2 separate regions of the Zea mays genome follow, and region 1 is linked to region 2. Evidence: chromatin contacts called from public Hi-C data. All regions are on one chromosome and are shown on one strand. Each heading gives the region's core, a stretch centred on a gene start, on an enhancer-like site or on the middle of the called end of the contact. The rest is flanking DNA. Distances are from core to core; before and after follow the strand shown. Region 1 overlaps LOC100383445 (CPP transcription factor). Region 2 holds the start of LOC100282439.

Region 1 (2,800 bases), core at 123-2,622, 130 kb after region 2:
TCTGAAAAACACTCTTTAGGTCCTGAGTTTGACTCCCCGTGGGAGCGAATTTTAGGTTTGGTTAAAAAAAATCCTCTCGTCTGTCACACGCCAAAGCATAGGTCTAAAGTCCGGTCTTGGTCGTTTCTCACATGGGCTACGGTGCCATTATGTATGGGTAGGGCAGGGTTCAGGGGTTTTCTCGACTTGCATGAGAATGTCTTTTTTTAAATATAGTGCCCGTGGTCTATCTTATCCCCTAGGTCGAGTTTTTTTTTAATAAAAGGAGCAGACCCAGTTCTCGATGCTTCCACATGAGCGGGGTTTGTTATATTTATTTATCAATATAAGTATGGACACACCCGTTACCATGGTTTTTAAAGCGGTAAGGCGGTCCAAGGCGTTGGAGCACCGCCCGGACGCCTAGGCGGCGCCTAGGCGACGCCTAGGCGAGGTAGGCGGGCAAGGCGCCTAGGCGTTAGACCACCGCCCGGACGCCTAGGCGACGCCTAGGCGTCGCCTTAAGAACAGAGCCCGTTACTTACATGTAGCACTATTTTATCCCTCCCCCCTCCCTAGACCTGCAAGTATGCACTATTGTATGTTAAGAGAGAACACCATAGAGTATTATAAACATAGTCCACGAGATGGTTAAATGGGCATTAATTGGATGGTTATGTGCTGCTCATTGTTTTTTCATTAAAATAACAGGTCAGAAAACGAAGGAAGAGAGGGTCGGCGAGAAGGAAGATGAAATCGGAGGGCAGAAGGAAGATGACAGGGTAGGTTCCCTAGCATTGACAAACCATGATAGAGAAGGAAATAATCAAGATCAAGATCAAAAAGCACCAATTGATGACCATTCAAGCAGAGGAACTCATACGGGCAAAGCTATTATAGAAGAATCCAGACCTAACTGCGTTGATGATCATAAGACCCATAGACCTATGTCTCCTGGAACACTAGCACTGATGTGTGATGAAGAAGCATTTGAGAAAATGTGTGACGAACAAGATACAATGTTTACGACTTCTCAAAATGCTGCTCCTCAGCAGACAGTAATTGTCAACCATAACCAATCTGCACTGTATGCAGAACAAGAAAACGTTGTGCTGACAGAATTCCGGGATTGCCTCCGCAAGTTTGTGAGATACGGAAGAATGAAAGGTACACCGAATATGTTCTTATTCACCATGCTAATTACTAACTTGTTACTTCACGTCAGTGATTGTTTTATGAGGGGCCGGGAAATACATTAGGGCCCTACTGTGCAATTTATTTTATTATAAAAAATAAGAGTGTTATATTTGCCAGCATTACATAATATGGGAAGTCTGGCCTCATTTTATCCCTTTCTCAGACCCTATTTCATGTAGGAGCCTCTGGCATCGGGTCTGTCACTCTGTCCTCTCTCTCTCTCTATTGCATAATATGGATCCATCTGAATGAGTGGTTTTACATGGTCTTCTATTTTATCTGGGAACTGAGAATCCATTAGTAAACCTAGGAAGGCTAGAGCGTATATTGTGTGGTGAGATAATGTCCTTTTCTGTTTGTTTTCCAAGACTAGGATGAGTTTAATCCTGATTATTCTCCCCTGCAGAGGAAAGGTACTCCATGGCAATCAAATCTGAAACATCTGGTCATCCTGGACAGGTAAATGGTGTTTCTCAAGTACCATATTCAAAAGTAGATGTGCCTGCTGTAAAAACATATCCACAGAGTTCCAGCAGTCATCTTGTTGCTGGAAAACCTGTTACTGGCCTTTTGGACAAAAACTGAAGCCTTGGCGTTCCAGATTTTTACTTGGGGTGTTGCAAGGATCAAGGGAATAGTATTTTCACCCTATTAACATGTTGATCAGATACATGTATCAGTCTTGATAGATAATTTAGATGTTAGAGAATTCCAATTTTTTCTCATTGGTCAGAATAAGTGTAATGCTGGAATCTGGATAGTTAGTTTAGTAATAAATGCCAACCTTGTAATATTTTCTTCATTGTATTTTCTCTCTTTTCTTTTCCCATTTTCCACCCACCTGGTTCGAGCCAAGATGTAGCTTGGTGGGTGCTTATTTGAAAATAAAGAAGTCAAAAGGAAGAAAAGGGCAATACTGCAGAGATGAGCCCAGCTGTCATTGTTGCACTGGTGTTATTTTTAACTCGCAGATCGTTGTAGCCCCAACAGGTGCTACATCGATTCCATGGCTCTACAACTTGCAGCTGCCATTGTGATACTTGATTGATAACCCGAGAGATAATCATAATGGCCACCCACATTCACCGCTGGCCATTACTGGAACTCGTTGGCATCTTTTCTTTGTTTCCATGATTTCAGATGAAACTGAATAAGCCGAAGCCCGAAGCATTCAGTTGAGGAAGAATCCGGGTGTGTTCTTATTAGACAGTTACATTGCATAATTGCATTCGGCGCTTGCAGAGAGTCCTTTACTTTACAGAGCGCTTGCTGTCTACTGTCGCCTGCAAAGGTTATTACAGTCCCAGGATCCGAGATACTGAGCTGTTGATGTTATTCAGAAATTCTTTCCTGCAGATAATATGAACAAATCAATCCGAAACTCACAGGAGCCGTGGTGGATCGAGCAATTGTGCGTAACTACAATGCTTAAATAATTCTCCTGTTTGCCTTAACGTCCCGTTTGGATCATTGGAATTGAATTCCATTCTAATAATATTAATTTAGTCATATATCAATTAAGCTAATTCAGTATTATGAAAAATATATTTGTATATTATTATTAACATCATATCAGAGATATTTATGTGCTACATTTTTAATATAGAAGAGTGAGACGAAAAGT
Region 2 (2,950 bases), core at 194-2,693:
CCGGCGGCTTGTCCCGCCCACCCGGCGGCCGGCTGCTTGTCCCGTCGACCCGCCCGGCTGCCACTGCTTCCTGCTTGCTTGACTGCTTGAGTACTTGTCCCGTCCGGTGGCCCAGCTGCTTCTGCAGTTCTGCTTGTGACTTGTGAGCTTGTCCCGCCCCCGCATGGCTGCTTGTCCCGCCCGGCGGCCGGCGGCCACCGCCCAGGTTGACTGGCTGAGACTGCCCGCGCGACGGCGCGCACAAAAAGATAGCGCGTGAGTATTTATTTGATTATGCGCGTGAGTATTTGATTATGTCTTCAATTTCTGTGTTATTTTTTGGCGGCTCGGGTTTGAGCGAGGTAATGAGTTTGGGATGTGTGAATTTGGGCTGTAGGAATGCAAGACGGTCTCGTACAAGTGGACAGGCAAGTGCCGGAGCTACCAGGGGACGGGAGTGGTCAGCTACTTCAGGAAGAAGGGCAAGGAGACCATTTGCAAGTGTGTGCCATGCGCCGGGATTGGTAAGATGAGATTTATCCAACTTGATTTCCTTGCATGGTACAATATCGATGTTTTAAAGAGTAAAGCATCTAGAGAGAACGAGAACAAAGGTACCCTGAACTTCTTACTGGTAAATCTATCATGCTTTCGCACAGTAGGTCGAACTAAAATCAAGACTTGAGCTTTGTGAAGATGTGATGTCATTGTGATGAACTCAGCCGCGGAGGAGCCATTATGGCTGAGTATGGCATCAGGCATGCCTAAATTTTTAAAATCTTCATACCTTCCTTTTATAAACAATAGGATGCATGTGGTGCAGTGGTTAATCCTTAGCGTATGAGACATCAAGTTGCTTGTTTGATTTCCATGTGCACAATATTTTTTTCTTTTTTCCCCTACTAGCTAGCCATACCTTAATTTTCTTTTGTCCTCCGCCACTGACGGCAATTTAAAGATACCTAATAACACAGGCAAACCTATGAGAATCCTGCCCGAACACCATGGTCGTGTTCGTGTTACACCCTGAGACACAAAAAGGCAATTTCAAAACCACTACTCCACTAGGAGCACAGGACAACCCATTTTTACGCCCAGTGCTTCACTGCTCCACAATTTCGACCATAGGCTGCCCAATTGGACCGCTTATGCATTAAGAAAAAAACTGATCATCAATCTCGTTGATCCGCAGTCGCAACTACACCTACAACCTTCTACGCAAGGCATCCGCTGAGCGGCAGAGGCGAAACGGCGAACACCTTCCGTTCTGCCAAATCGTGACATAGAAATCTAAGTTTCGCCTCGCCAGCTTCGGCCAGGAGTCGCCGAAACTTGACAGCACAAGTGGTACGTCCTCGTGCCAGAACGACGAACATCCGGCGCTGAACTGAAAACGAAGTTACAAAAAGAGAGACGAGAAAGTGGAATAGCCGACCTGGGGAGAAGGAAGCAGAAGAGGTGAAGTGGCGTCGGAGGCGAGCGAGAGCGATGGTATAAGAGGCGGATGAGCAGGCGCGGAGCAGGTGGGGAGAAGAGGCGTGGGCCGCGCGGCGATTGAATGGCGTCATCAAGCGCGCCACCGCCCCGCGCCCCCACGCCTGTGTCCGCATTTACGGGCAGCCCGGGGGTTGGTTGGTGTGCGGCGCCTCGCGGTTTCATAGGTCTCTCAAGTCTCAACCTCGGCGGTCGCTGCTCGGGCTCTGCCACCAGGGATTTCAATGGCGAATTTTCCATCGCCAGATGGGGCACAAAATTCGTAGTTCCCTTTGAATACTCCGTTCAGTTTTTTTTACTAGAATCTAACTGTAAAAAGAATCTGACTGTGAAAAAATCTAAATATCGTGGAAATTAGAGCAACTTCAAAAGAACGTGTAAACTAACCTCAAAACAGATATTAGTAAAGAATAATAATTTTTCTTACTCTAACAGCTCCCTCATTCTTCCCAAAAAAATAGCGTGCCGCATCCACAGCCCCATCTCCCTTATATTTTGGTGTGTTTCATCTCTCCCCAATCCATTCCTCAACGTATCAGATCATCTACGACCTCCCGACGACTGTACAGATTGCGCCACATGTCACATTTAAAGAAACTGTTGGAGTAACCATCATAATTCACTCTTAAAATTTTTTAGTCTGCTCTTAATAATCAATTTTTGGGGTAAATTTTTTAACATCCTTTTGGAGTTGCTCTTACATATGGAGGAAGATGAAGTGGTCAAGGGTTCGGGATCTATAAAGTGATGGATTCCGACTATCTTGACGACTCGACCGATTCTAAGTTTATGTTGATTTTGAACGATTTTAACCAAAATGATTTTTTTTATAGATGCGAGCTTGTAAGTGCAATCAACCGTAATTGAGAGTTTTAGTGATTAAATGACAAAACAAACAGAGATTCTAACAAGTTTGCTCCTAGCATGTACACAGTTATTCTACAGACAGGAGAAACACAGATCTTATGAGCATAAAAATGTAAAGCATAGCGGATTTAAATTCTACATCATATGGCGTGCTCCAAGTGCTTGGAAACAACGACAATATTCATTTTATAATTCTTGAGTTATAGAAAACGTTGTTCAATTAAGAGGGATCCGCAATATGTTAAGTAAGTTATGCAATGAGCTCAATTCAAATTCCTTCAAAATCATCTAAGAGAACACTTTTCTAGATCATGAATGCCTTTTGAAAAACCACTCTTACTCCCCACAAAAGTTCCACCTTGGTTCACTTCAGAATTTTCAAAACTTGCTCTTCAGCTTCAAAAACCGGTTCAACCGGACCTGAAACCGGTTCAACCGGTTTCTGGACTGTTTCTCTGCCACCTCTGCTCTGACCAGTCTGACAGTCAGAGCTGTCAGAAAAGTCGTGTGCAGATATTTTTTGAAAACCGGTTCAATCGGATTTTTTCCTGGCTCAACCGGTTTTGAATCTGGTCGAGTCTCCGGCTGAGTAGATCAGTGAACCGAGATC

Evidence for each region. Hi-C and Micro-C count contacts between places; a contact is called where the count stands out from the background.
Region 1: a contact with region 2 is called in a Hi-C map of an unstated tissue, with 3 times the contacts expected there. The contact joins the enhancer-like site here to the promoter of LOC100282439 in region 2. A contact is called at or near these places in 4 of 25 Hi-C or Micro-C datasets (endosperm, leaf, root tip and 1 more).

What each region holds. Positions count from the first base shown.
Region 1 is chr3:200,346,674-200,349,473 of Zm-B73-REFERENCE-NAM-5.0, forward strand. It overlaps LOC100383445 (CPP transcription factor), which reads left to right. Exons shown (of 8, transcript NM_001176095.1): 7 at 691-1,146; 8 at 1,583-1,968. The coding sequence ends at 1,761. Among protein-coding and RNA genes, the nearest start is that of LOC100276610, 9.2 kb to the right of the region's middle. Within about 2 kb of position 1,373, at least 2 of the 20 cell types and tissues checked have an H3K27ac peak or open chromatin away from gene starts, as enhancers often do. A contact at or near this core is called in endosperm, where this site is marked.
Region 2 is chr3:200,213,180-200,216,129 of Zm-B73-REFERENCE-NAM-5.0, forward strand. It overlaps LOC100282439, which reads right to left and starts at 1,444. Exons shown (of 17, transcript NM_001155350.1): 1 at 1,415-1,444.